Regions from separate parts of the Mus musculus genome. Here regions 1, 2 and 3 are each linked to region 4. The links are chromatin contacts, called in public promoter capture Hi-C maps. All regions are on one chromosome and are shown on one strand. The core of a region is the stretch at or near the end of the contact, and the rest is flanking DNA. Distances in the headings are between cores, read along the strand shown.

Region 1 (2,947 bases), core at 86-2,585, 560 kb before region 4:
CTGGAAGTTTGAGTTTCTTCTCTCCTGGACTCTACCCTAATACATCTGTGCCTTCAGTGGCTGTTTGGGTTTTTGTTGTTGTTTTTGAGACAGGGACTCTGTGTAGCTCTAGCTGTCCTGTAACTCTCTTTGTAGAGAGTCTACAAGCACACGTGTGACTGTCCAAGTGGACTACTGACATGCTCTCAGGGACAAACAGCGGCACTCATGGTAGGCACTCTGCAAATAGCCCAACAGGACACAAGAGACTGGATGGAAGAGCCACTCTGTGTCCTGCCTACTGGTGAACAAATAAGTCCTGAGGATTATTCCAGATCCTTCCATACTGCACACCTGGGCATCAGTGAGTAAGTCACAGCTCAGTCTTCATGCATCCCTAATCGGCTCCTCAGCCCCACCCCCCAGCCCCAGCCCAGTCCTGCCAAGTCCGCAGGGCTTGGTCTCCTTTCCTTAGAGCTATCTCCACCTCATAGCCTGGTTCTGCTTCTTTCCAGGCCACATGGGACTTTGTGACCCTTGGAGGACACCTCAGAGCCTTTGCCCTGCTCCCTACTTCTGTTTCAAGATGGCTCCTTCCACGTTCCATCGGCCCATTGCATCCTCTGAGACACCCCCTTCTGCTTCCTCCTTGCTTACTTAGCTCCTACCTTCTCTTTGTTCTTCACCATCCTAGGCCTTGTTTTTACCCTTCTTGCAAGAACTGGTGGAGGGAGGGTTCCATGAGTCCGAGTGGAAGAGAGAATGACAGTTCCAGACCCAGGAAGTAGAGTGACCCCCCCCCATCTTTGTATTTGCTGGTAGAAGCTGAGGCTCAGAAGAAAGGATTGACTTGCCCTGGGACACAGAAAGAGCAGCAAGGTAGGCTGAACTTATGTGTAAGTTCTTGACAGGACCTAGACTCCCCTCACGCTAAGCTAGGCAAGCTTTGCTAGAACAGTGAAGAGAACAGCCCTGCTTGGTCCAAGGAGCTGCTTGGCTGGTGAGCTCTGGTCAGCAGCACGGAGGGCAGACATTGGTCAACAGCTCTGGAATTATACATAGGCCTGCCTCAAAGTTCCACCTCGTTCCAACACAGTGAGTTTGGTGTCAGGTTTTGGTCCTTCTACCCCTACAAGCCTGGTTTCTTCCTTCTTTATCCTCTGAGAGGCTGGTCCTCAGAGGGTAAGCTCTCATCCCAGCCTTCCACCCTTGTCTTCCCCCACACACACAGCTTCTCCACCTCCCTACCTCTCACAGGGTGGTGGCAGGGCCTCCTGGGACCTAAGTCCCAGCCCCAGCAGAAGCAGCAGGTGCAGCTCCCAGGTCATCCTGGGCACGGTGCCTAGAACGGAATGAGCAAACCCTGGCACCTCTGGCTTGCTGAACACGGCCTGCCTCACTTGCCTACCCAGGTCAGCCAAAGTCCAGGCTATGAGGTGTGGCCACCTGAGGGGGGAGATGTGTGTTTCAACTTCTTGTGGACTGCTTACCACTTCTGCCCTCCAGCTACAGTGCTCACTACCCCATCAGCCACTTTCTTCCATTTCTCAATTCTAACTGGTATTACATGCTCAGGGACTTTGCTCAGAGTTATATGGGTGGGCACCCAAGGGCCAGGGCCACAACTGAGGTCACCCAAGTATGATTTAGACACTGAGTCTGTGTGTGGCTCCCTAGTCTCTAATGCCAGAAGGGACCATTTCTTTATCACTTAAAACAGAATGGCTCAAGTCTTCTCCAAAGCTTTATCAAACTCCCTGTTATCTACAGGAGACCCTGTGAGGACACAGGACAACCTCTCGGGGATGGATCAGGAAGCCCCACCATAAGATGATGTCTGCACTGAGTCCTGAGGAATAGTCAGGAGGCCATGCCATCACATGAGACATCCAGAGACTTGGTGCAAAAGTTGTGTGACAGGCTGGAGGGACATTTTGGCACCAGTTAGTGAAGAGGTTTTGCCAAGGAGCTGGTGAAATGGCTCAGAGGTTAAGAACATTTGCTGTGAAGAGGTCAGCTCAGGAACTTTGACAAATTCCACCAGACCCCTCCCCTCCTGGAAGAGAAAGTTCATAGAGCACACAGGCACCCCATTCCTCAGACCACAGCAGGGACTAACCACTGACCACCTGCAGATAAGGGAAGCCCAGAGTACAAAGACAGACCATTGGCTGCCCCCACAGACAAGGAAAGCCCTTGCCACCCCATTCCCTAAGGACCAATCAGTTTAAAAGTCACACTGTTCTACCAATCACGTTGTGCCTAGTGGCTGTTGCTCTATTCTACCTCTGAAAGCTGTATAAAAACTGGCCAAACGGGCTGCCCAAGGTTGCTGCCTTTCCTTCAGGTGCAGGAAGACCCCAGTGTACTGGAACAATAAATTCCTCTTGCTTTTGCATCGATCCCTAGCTCCAAGTTGTTCACTGTGGCAGGGGTAGGGGTCCCAGGTAAGCTAAGGCTCGTTAGAGTCTTACATTTGGTGCATGGGCTGGGAATTCGACCTCCTGTGAGGACACACCAGAGAGCCGTGAATCAGAGGTCTCGAGCAGGTACCAAGGTTCTTTCTTGTTTGCCTTGCTGTTTGTCAAAGTCTGAGTCTGTAAGTCTGTTTGAACTTTTGGTTTGCTTGCAAGTGTCGGGGGCTTGGAGAGTTTATGGTATCTGGGGTGGTTAAGTGCAGCTGACAGACGTGCCTTAACATTGAGACTGCTGGGAATTTGGGGGATACTCCAGAGACCCTGAAGGGAACTGGGAGGGCTCCACTCCTTCTGGAAACAGCAAGACAGTATTGGCAGGAGCTGAGTCTTCCTATAATCTGGCTCCTGCTGTACTGGCAGGGACGCCTGGTTTGTCTTGGTGAGGCTGGAGCCAGCCAAGCAACTCTGCTCTGCGTCCATGGAAGGGACGAACTGTCTGTAACTGTGACCATGAAAGGGATGAACTGTGTGTTGATTGTCTTTCTCTGTGT
Region 2 (3,265 bases), core at 501-3,000, 650 kb before region 4:
AAAAAGAGAATTGCCTCTAATCTTAACACTAAGGATGTAAAGGCAGACAGACCTCTGTGTGTTCGTGACCAGCCTCATCTACATAGTGAGTTCTAGGTCAGGCAGGTATAGGAAGTAAAACTGCCTCAAAAATATGTTTTGAGTAGAATTGCTATTTTTGGTTTTATCTTTGTGATGCTATGTCCATAATAACAAGTATAAATTGTTGAGCAGTTACTGTGGTGGAACACTTAGCTTATACAGTCTAATTTATTTTCTATTATCTAACTCTATAAATTTATGAAGTATGTGCTCCCACCAGTTTAAAGAGTAATAACAGGCTTAGAGAGGTGTAGTGAGTTAACTAACGACTAAGGCCTTGAGTACTGAAAAGAATTTAAGCACAGGTCGCGCTGATTCCTCGTTTGTTTTTACTTCTGTTATACAGCCTCTAAGGCGCGCCTGACCAAGGACACTTGTGAACATACATTTTCTTTTCTTTCTTTTTTGAGGCAGGAGAAAACCAAATCTGCAAGAGCAATATAGGATTTTAACTGCTGAGCTATCTCTCAGGACCCTAAAACAAACAAACAAACAAACAAACAAAAAACCCCAGCCCTTTGAAGTATACAGTTCAGGACTGGAGAGGGGGTTCAGCAGTCAAGAGTATCCGTTGCTGTTTCAAAAAGCCCCAGTTCGATTCCCAGCACCCATATCAGGCAGCGCCTGCATTCGCAGGCACATGTCTGAACACACATAGGATTTAAAAATAAAATAATTACATATTGAAGATAAACCGTACAGTTCAGTGGCTTTCAGGATATCTGCCTCTGGGTAATTCCATGGCACTTACATTCCAAACATAATGCACTAGCCGCTATGTCCTAGTCTTCTGGAACTCCGATAAATCACTTATAAGCTTTCTAATTTCACAGATATCCCTGGTTTAGTCATTGCAAACAAATAGTGGCCTTTGCATCTGTTTCTTTACACCTGTTTTCAAGGCTAATCTATGTTGTATGTGTCAGTATTTTATTAGTGCTTTGCTTCTCAAGACAGGGTTTCTCTGTGTAGCTCTCTCTGGCTATCCCAGACTTGTTTTGTAGACCAGGCTGGCTTCAAATTTACAGAGATCGTCCTGCCCCTGGCTCCCGAGTACTGGGATTAAAGGCGTGTGCCCGGCTGGACAATTTTTGGTCTTCCTCCTCAGTTTCCTAATTTACCTGGAATTGATTACAGGTGAGGGGACACCATGCCGGCTTTATTACGGGAGTTCTAGACGTTATGTATTCAGGATACTAGTTCCTCATGGTCACAGATTATTTTATATATTCCATTGAGTGTTTTTACGAACTTTAAGAAGCAGCACCAAGGGCTGGTGAGATGGCTCAGTGGGTAAGAGCACCCGACTGCTCTTCCGAAGGTCCGGAGTTCAAATCCCAGCAACCACATGGTGGCTCACAACCATCCGTAACGAGATCTGACTCCCTCTTCTGGAGTGTCTGAAGACAGCTACAGTGTACTTACATATAATAATAAATAAATCTTTAAAAAAAAAAAAAAAAAAAAAAAAAAAAGAAGCAGCACCAAATAAACGCAGGCGAAGAGAAAGAAAGGACAGAGGAATGACGCTCCACAATTCTAGCCAAACCTGCAAATCCTGGGCTAACAGGGGTCTGAGTTTCCTGGCTTCGGAGCTTACTGGCCCCGCCCCCCGCCCTTTGACCCGCGCCGTTTCCGGTTGGAGACGTGGCTTGGGGCCGCCATCTTGGCAAGAGGCGAAGCGGCGGAGGCTCCTGTCAGGGGCGGCAGGTCCGGAGCGGCCAGAGCTCCGCGTCTCTGGGCAGCAGCCCGAGTCCCCGCAGAGCCAGAGCGCGGCGCAGCGCGCCCCACCTGCGGCCTCACCATGGTAAGCGCCGAGCCGGGTTCCCTCGCCACGTCCTCGCCGGCTGGGCCGGGACCGCAGGAGCCGCGCCCGGAGCCCTGCTGTCGGCCCAGGCTTGGCACGGCCTCCCGGAGTCCTAGAGCGAAAGCTGCCGCGCCCACCTAGCCTCCGCCGGCAGCGCCGCCACGTCCGCCCGCCCGCCACTCGGGCTGGTGGTTGTCGCGCGGGTCTTCCGTCCTCAGGTCCCGCCGGTTCCCTGCGAGCTCCGGAACCGCAGGGCTGGAGGCTGGGCCTGTCCGCCGCTTTTCGTCCTCTTGTCACCACGCCTCAAAGCTTTTCTTCTCCCTCCTCCACCTCTTAATTGAAAGGGGGAAGTAGAGGCAGTGCGGAAATGGTAACTTCGGGCGCCCGTTTGAGGGACCCCGGTGTCCCCGTAGCTACCCTGTGCTAGGGTAGCGCGTACGTGTCTTTGGCAGCGAGGCTGGTGCAGAGTGTATATAGAACGTAGAGAAACGGAGTGACAGCACAGGGTTTCTGTCTTTAAGGGACCGACCGTTTTGGTGGAGTGACAGGAGTGTGGCTTACTGTAATCACAGCTGTTATGTGGAATAGGAGAGGTGGGCTGTGCTTGGGGACTCTGATGCCAGCGGAGCTTATTTCTCTATGAACTCATCTGTTACCAAGATAGGAGAGGTTATTTGTAGGTGAGGGTAGGAGAAAGCAGAATTAACTCCACCAGATCCTCCTTAATCGACTGAAATCTGAATATTCGGGAATAAGAGGAGATCCTTAGATCTAGTAACTTTTGAAGAATTTTTAAAGGTGCTTTGAAAGCATACCTAAGTAACATGACTGACTCTCTTGGTACTTGTCCTATTAAGTTCTACTAACAACTCTTTTGATAAGAATTTGGTTAGAGGAGAAATTCATGTTTGGTCTTTAAACCACAGAAAGTTTCTTTTCCAGCCTCAGGTGTATAAAATTTACATCAAGTAGGCTTGCCTCCCAAAATTTGGTATTAGACATAAAATTTCCAAAACCTCATATACCGACCCTGAGCCCCAATTCCATGAGTTGATGTTGTTGTTGTTATTGTGTATGTTTTTTCTTTTATATTTTAAGATGTTTTTATTTTATGTATATGAAGTTGTGTGTCTGTGCAATACCTGAAGATGGTATTGGATTCCCTAGAACTATAGTTATGGACACTTATCAGCCTCCCTGTGGTACAGGGATTCTAACCTACGTCCTATGCAAGAACAAGAAGTACTCTTAACTGCTGAGCCATACCTCTAGCCTCCATTTTTTTTAGTTTTAGAGAAAAGGTTTCTCACTATGCTGACCTGGCTGTTCTGAAACTCATTCTATTGACCAGGCTTCCCATCACTAGAATTAAAGGTG
Region 3 (3,282 bases), core at 203-2,702, 690 kb before region 4:
GGGTGTTCCTAGAACCTAAACTGGAGAATTTGGACCTCATCCTAATGACAGGAGGCTTGTCTGCCATAGGTTGTTGTTGACAACCTACAGATGGAAAGCCTGGAGATGCAGAGGTAACTCCACTTGTAGAGGCTTGGATTCCTGCAGACTAGCTGTGAAGAGGGAAACTGAGCTGGTCCCAGAGCTGCTCAGTCTGCAGTCCCAACCTGGACCTCTGAGGGAAACTCAGCCTTTCTCCACGATGGTGCTGAGCAATGCAAGGGCCCTGGCAGCCTCTTTAGGAAACTGGAGACTATGAATAGAGGCAGGGTCCAAAGAAAGCAGCCCGTGGACCTAACAGAAACCCTAAGCTGGCTGCCTGAGGTTCCGGGATGAGTTCTGAAACTCAATCCAAGTACGTTCCTCTGAGAATCACGAAAATAAAACAGTGCAGCCAGCTCTGGCTCCACGACCTTCTTCCAATGAAATAAGATACAGAGTAATGAAGACCGTGGAGATAATGAAGGAGAAAAATGGGGAACGTGCCGCTTTCGTAGTCTGCATTGGAAAAGAGGAAACAGTTCTGTTAGCTAATGAGATTTCTTGAACTCTAGGGTTCAAAGTGGGCCACCAAACACACAGTAGGTGCTAGGCTCCACTTGTGTGAACTACGACTATTTGATAATTGATGGATTCACTAACACAGTGGCCAGATCCTCTAGAAAACATTCACGTTTGGGTGCATTAATGTTAGGACATACCAGGAACAAGGCCAAGGAGAGCCTTGGACTTTGATCTCAGCTCTGCCCGTGGGCGGCCCACAAGCCAATTGTAGCAACCCTTCATCTCGGGTTAGAAATAATCCCTCGTGGTTCAAAAGTCTGCTGCACGAAGGAGGGGATGGGCTGCTCTGCTCGGCAGGTGGGCGGGGGCTCGGTTGCCCACACCCGGCTGACCTGCGCCGCCCTCTCCCTGTCCGCCCGCAGGCGCCCTGGAGGACTTGGAGCGCGCGGTGACATTGAGCGGCGGCCGGGGTCGCGCCGCCCGCCAGAGCTTCGTGCAGAGCGGGCTACTGGCGAGATTTCAGGGCCGGGACGACGACGCCCGCAGGGACTTCGAGAAGGCTGCGCGACTGGGCAGCCCGTTCGCACGGCGCCAGCTAGTGCTGCTCAACCCGTACGCCGCGCTGTGCAACCGCATGCTGGCCGACATGATGGGGCAGCTGCGCGCGCCCAGCAACGGGCGCTGAGCGTGGCCGGCCGAATGATGGAGAGGGGGACCCTGACCCAACCAGGACCCAATAAAACTTCCGGGACTCTCGGACTGCGTCTGCTCTGTGTCCGCCTGCTTACTAACCAGCCTCACGGTGGAGGCCTTGGCGGGGGTAGGGAGGAGGCGGGACAGGGCGGGGCTGGAACGGCCACCTGCCCTTGCTCGGGCAGCGATTGGTCCTGCCTGGCGCGGGCCCCGCCCTTGCAGCGGACTGCGGTGCTCAGCCTTCTTGAGCAATTGCTGGGGCTCACTCTGGGAGGGAGCCAGGTGAGCTGACCCGAAAGCAGGATGCTCCAGCGACCCTCGGATCCGCGACGCTCTCTTGCTAGGCCCAAGTCCACCTGAGCAGCCGAGATTGGAAAAGCGGTGCATGGCGAGATATGGGAGGGAGAGCCAAGGCCAGCGAGGAGTGAACCGGGTCAAGAGAAGGACGATCGTTTGGGGGGGAAGGGGAAGGGCGCCTGTGCATGTCTGTCTGTCTGTCTGTCTGTCTGTGGTCATCTACTGTCAGTGCTGGCCTCTATGCCCGCACAGAGACGAAGTGTTGCCATAGGGTCTCTTCCTTTGGGTCTTGCTGATTGTGTCTATTTGTGCCGGTGTCTTGGCCACTGTGGGCCAGTCTACATCAGTGCATGGTAAATTATTGCAGGAATTGTTAGGCCTACATGGCTGGTACTCTTCTCTCAGCAGCCTGGAGGCCGGTCCCTGATCACCATGGAATTGCCTCTAAGCCAAGCTACCCTCCGGCACACACTGCTGCTCCTTCCTGCCCTCTTAAGTTCAGGTATACCCCAGTTCATCCTTTGGCCAAACCCTCCTTGCTTGCATCTCCTCTCACGATACCCACTCCAGTCTCCAGGGCTGGGTTCCCCTATCCCTACTTCCCTACCATAAGTCTATGCAGATCCTGGTCAGAGAAACCAGCTGCCCTGTCTCTTGGCCTGCTGCCTCTCTGTAACTGAACCTCACTGTGGTCTCTCCAAGTGCCTCCCAGCGGCTGCCTGCTGTGTTCCAGGTCAAGGGGAGCTGGCGCCGCAAATTGATGGTCAGACCTGGGCTGAGAGAGCGCTTAGGGAGAATGAGCACCATGCCTTCACCTGTCGGGTTGCAGGAGGTTCTGCCACTCCCCGATTAGCCTGGTACCTGGATGGACAGCTACAGGAGGCCACCACCTCCCGACTGCTGAGTGTGGGTGGGGACGCCTTCTCTGGAGGAACCAGCACTTTCACTGTTACTGCCCAGCGCTCCCAACATGAGCTTAACTGCTCCCTGCAGGACCCAGGGAGTGGCCGGCCAGCCAATGCCTCTGTCATCCTCAATGTGCAATGTAAGTATCCCTGAGACAGTCTTACTACATTGCCTAGGCTGGACTCAAACTTGCCAATCCCCTGCCTCGGCCTCTAGAGTGCTGAGATTACTCATACGCATGACACATTTAGCTTTAACAGGACATTCATAAACACGATATGAGAGAATTTCTATTTTCATCCCTATTTTACAAATGAGAAATTGAGGCACAAGTTAAGCAGCTGCCCAACATTTTGAGATTTAATTGCCCAACAATTAAGAAGTAGGTCCAGGATGCAAATTTAGACCTTTGTCTGGCTCTCTACTCTTTTTATTTTTATGCTTTGAGACTTTTTCCAGGGGTGACTTTGAGCTTCTGATCTTCTTGCTTCTGCCTCCCCAGTGCAGAGACCATAGGGTATGTGGTATGAGGACCGAACCCAGGACCTTTCTCATGATCGGCAAGCACTCTACCAACTGAGCTATATTCCCAGCCCAGGTTTTAAAATTTTAGACAGTCTTACTATTTATCCAAGAGCAGCCCCAAACTGGAAATCCCCCTGCCTCTGCTTCCACTGAGCCACATCCCCAGTAGTTTTCTATTCTTTTTTCTTATTCTGGTTTTTCAAGACAGGGTTTCTCTATATAAAAGTCCTGACTGCCCTGGAAATTTTGTGAACCTAGAAGCTTTGTAGACCTTGAACTCACAGAGATCCTCCTGCCTGTGCCTCCTGAGCAGCACTG
Region 4 (2,987 bases), core at 380-2,879:
GGAAAAGGTTTGTCTATCTTACCTTCAGGTCACAGTACATGTCTGAGGGAGGCTGGGGCAGAAAGTCATGGCAGGCGCCTGGAGTTACACATTACCTTTGCCAACCATGGAGGCTGAGGCTAGCTAGCTAGCTGGTACAGTTCCTGGGTCACTCTCCACAAGCTTTCTTCTTACACAGTCCAGGACCCCTCTGCCTAGGTAATGTTGCTACCCAGAGTTGGCTGGGTCCTCCTCTGTCAATTAACAAAAGAATCCTTCACAGACAAATTTACAGACCAAACCCACCTGGGCAATCCCTTAAATTGAGGTTTCTCTCACATGATTCCAGGCTGTGCCAAGTTGACAATTAAGGCTAACAAGTATGATAGTCACCCGAGAGACCTCCGGGTAAGTAGAAAACACTGGAGCTCTTGATGTATGGGTTACAGATGGCCTACATGTTGATAGGGGTCAAGGTAGAAAGCAGAGCTCCTTCATTCTGTGGCTCCTTTTCTCAATGACAACAGATCTCCTTTAACAATCTTTTTCACTTTGTGAATAGCTTGAGATAAGACGATAATCTTAAAAAGGGTTGTATTTCCAAGGCATGTTAAGTGCTTAATAAATGATAAAAAATAAATGATGAGCCGGACATGGTGGTGCATGCCTTTGGGAGGCAGAGGCAGGCGGATTTCTGAGTTCGAGGCCAGCCTGGTCTACAGAGTGAGTTCCAGGCCAGCTAGGGCTACACAGAGAAACCCTGTCTCGAAAACCCAAAAATAAATAAATAAATAAATAAATAAATAATGAATGAATGAATGAATGAGATGAGGCGGGGGTCCCAGCGTACGCGGAGGAGGTACTATCTCAGAGCCTAGCCCAGAGCTCCAAGAATGCACGCAGGATCGGGAGCAGGTGGAGTTGGGGCCACAACACTTAAAGGCAGCCTCATTAAAGTGTGGCTCTGGCTCTTTAAGGGGCGGAGCGGGACAGGGAGGGAAAATTATACCGACATGCTAACGGACCTATCACCACTTCAAAGAGGAGGGGGCGCTTTATAAACACATTTCCACCCCTCTCATTGGAAACTGTCTTTGGGCGCCATTCAAAACCACCAATGGTTTGTCGACATTTCTGCCCATTGCCCCTCACTGATTGGCCACAGGCTATAGTCCCGCCCCCTGCTTGCCACGTCCCTTCGCAAACAAGATGGCGGCGCCCAGTGGAGTCGAGGCCGCGCTCGGGATTTGCCGAGGCTGACTTTCCGTCCCGCTCTCCCTTTGGGTGCCACTCGCCGCGAGCGGGAGGACAGGGGCCGGGCGGGGACAGGGGCACTTGCGTGGCTGGACCGCGAGCCCGCGCCCAGCCTGCGCCGCCCCCACCCGGCCCCGACCCGGCCCTTCCCGACTCCGTCCCATCCTTGCGGGTCTCCTCCCGGTCTGACCCGTGGCCCTGTCGTGTTTACCGCTCCAGGCTCCTAACGCTGAGGTGCTTCCTCCGGTCCAGGCTCGCTGTCACTTTAGAGATGTTTCACCTCTTCGCTCCCGAACATTCCGCCTTCCAAGCCGGGACGCCGTTCCCTTCTGTAAAAGTCTTCCCTGAAGCCCACTTCTGTAGCCCTTGCTTCTTCCTTGGTTAGACGTTCGCATCCCTTCCAAATTCACTCCGATCTCGCCACAATAGTGGCAACCTTGACACCGCCTTCCCTGAGGAGCCAGCCTTCCTTTTGTCCTGAACTTCGCAGCCCTATCATGGAGGCTGTCTACCTGGTGGTGAATGGGGTGGGCCTGGTGCTGGACTTGCTGACCTTGATGTTGGATCTCAACTTCCTGCTCGTGTCCTCCCTCCTGGCTACCCTGGCCTGGCTTTTGGCCTTCATCTACAATCTGCCACACACGGTACTTACCAGTCTTCTGCACTTGGGTCGAGGATTCCTGCTTTCTTTGCTGGCCTTAGTTGAAGCTGTGGTCCGATTTACCTTCGGGGGACTGCAGGCCTTGGGGACGCTCCTCTATAGCTGCTACTCTGGCTTGGAGAGCTTAAAGCTACTGGGGCACTTGGCCTCCCACGGAGCTCTGAGGAGCCGGGAATTCCTGAATCGGGGCATCCTGAACATGGTCTCCAATGGCCATGCTTTGCTGCGCCAGGCCTGTGACATATGTGCTATTGCCATGAGCCTGGTGGCCTATGTGATCAACAGTCTAGTCAACATCTGCCTCATCAGCACTCAGAACTTCTTCTCCCTGGTGCTGGCCCTGTGGGATGCTGTAACGGGGCCTCTTTGGAGGATGACAGACGTGGTGGCTGCTTTCCTCGCTCACATCTCCAGCAGTGCAGTGGCTATGGCCATTCTCCTGTGGACCCCCTGCCAGCTAGCACTGGAGCTGTTGGCCTCAGCCGCCCGCCTGCTGGCCAGCTGTGTGGTTTTCCATCTCACTGGATTGGTGTTGCTGGCTTGCGTGCTGGCAGTGATTTTGATTGTGTTGCACCCAGAACAAACCCTGAGGCTGGCCACTCAAGCTCTCAGTCAGCTTCATGCCCGCCCATCTTACCACCGGCTTTGGGAGGATATCGTACGGCTGACTCGCCTTCCACTAGGTCTGGAGGCTTGGCGCAGAGTCTGGAGCCGCAGCCTACAACTGGCCAGCTGGCCAAATCGGGGAGGAGCACCAGGAGCCCCCCAAGGTGGCCCCAGGAGGGTGTTCTCAGCCAGGATCCAGCCACAGGACACTCCTCCTGAAGCAGAAGAGGAGGTCATCAGAACTGCACCAGCTAGAGGCCGAGAGCAACTCAACGAGGACGAGCCTGCCGCTGGGCAGGACCCATGGAAGCTGTTGAAGGAGCAAGAAGAGCGGAAGAAGTGTGTTATCTGCCAGGACCAGAGCAAAACGGTGCTGCTTCTGCCCTGCCGGCACCTGTGCCTGTGCCAGGCTTGCACTGAGATCCTCATGCGCCACCCTGTTTACCATCGCAACTGCCCGCTCTGCCGCCGCAGCATCCTGCAAACC

What was found. Promoter capture Hi-C pulls out the DNA fragments that hold promoters and counts their contacts.
Region 1: a contact with region 4 is called in a promoter capture Hi-C map of 3T3-L1-derived adipocytes, with 2.9 times the contacts expected there. The contact joins the promoter of Treh here to the promoter of Rnf26 in region 4. A contact is called at or near these places in 2 of 39 promoter capture datasets (3T3-L1-derived adipocytes and pre-B cells) and 1 of 9 other capture datasets (liver).
Region 2: a contact with region 4 is called in a promoter capture Hi-C map of pre-B cells, with 3 times the contacts expected there. The contact joins the promoter of Arcn1 here to the promoter of Rnf26 in region 4. A contact is called at or near these places in 4 of 39 promoter capture datasets (cranial neural crest, erythroid cells, liver and 1 more) and 1 of 9 other capture datasets (liver).
Region 3: a contact with region 4 is called in a promoter capture Hi-C map of pre-B cells, with 4 times the contacts expected there. The contact joins the promoter of Tmem25 here to the promoter of Rnf26 in region 4. A contact is called at or near these places in 3 of 39 promoter capture datasets (hippocampal neurons, liver and pre-B cells) and 1 of 9 other capture datasets (liver).

The regions. Positions count from the first base shown.
Region 1 is chr9:44,671,621-44,674,567 of GRCm38.p6, reverse strand. Treh (trehalase (brush-border membrane glycoprotein)) reads right to left here and starts at 1,335. Exons shown (of 15, transcript NM_021481.3): 1 at 1,228-1,335. The coding sequence starts at 1,307. BC049987 (cDNA sequence BC049987) reads left to right here and starts at 2,308. Exons shown (of 2, transcript NR_165440.1): 1 at 2,308-2,426.
Region 2 is chr9:44,766,293-44,769,557 of GRCm38.p6, reverse strand. It overlaps Arcn1 (archain 1), which reads left to right and starts at 1,750. Exons shown (of 10, transcript NM_145985.4): 1 at 1,750-1,888. The coding sequence starts at 1,886.
Region 3 is chr9:44,797,417-44,800,698 of GRCm38.p6, reverse strand. Tmem25 (transmembrane protein 25) reads left to right here and starts at 1,452. Exons shown (of 8, transcript NM_001357385.1): 1 at 1,452-2,035; 2 at 2,267-2,578. The coding sequence starts at 1,966. Ttc36 (tetratricopeptide repeat domain 36) reads left to right here. Exons shown (of 3, transcript NM_138951.1): 3 at 966-1,299. The coding sequence ends at 1,228.
Region 4 is chr9:44,111,693-44,114,679 of GRCm38.p6, reverse strand. It overlaps Rnf26 (ring finger protein 26), which reads left to right and starts at 1,629. Exons shown (of 1, transcript NM_153762.3): 1 at 1,629-2,987. The coding sequence starts at 1,731.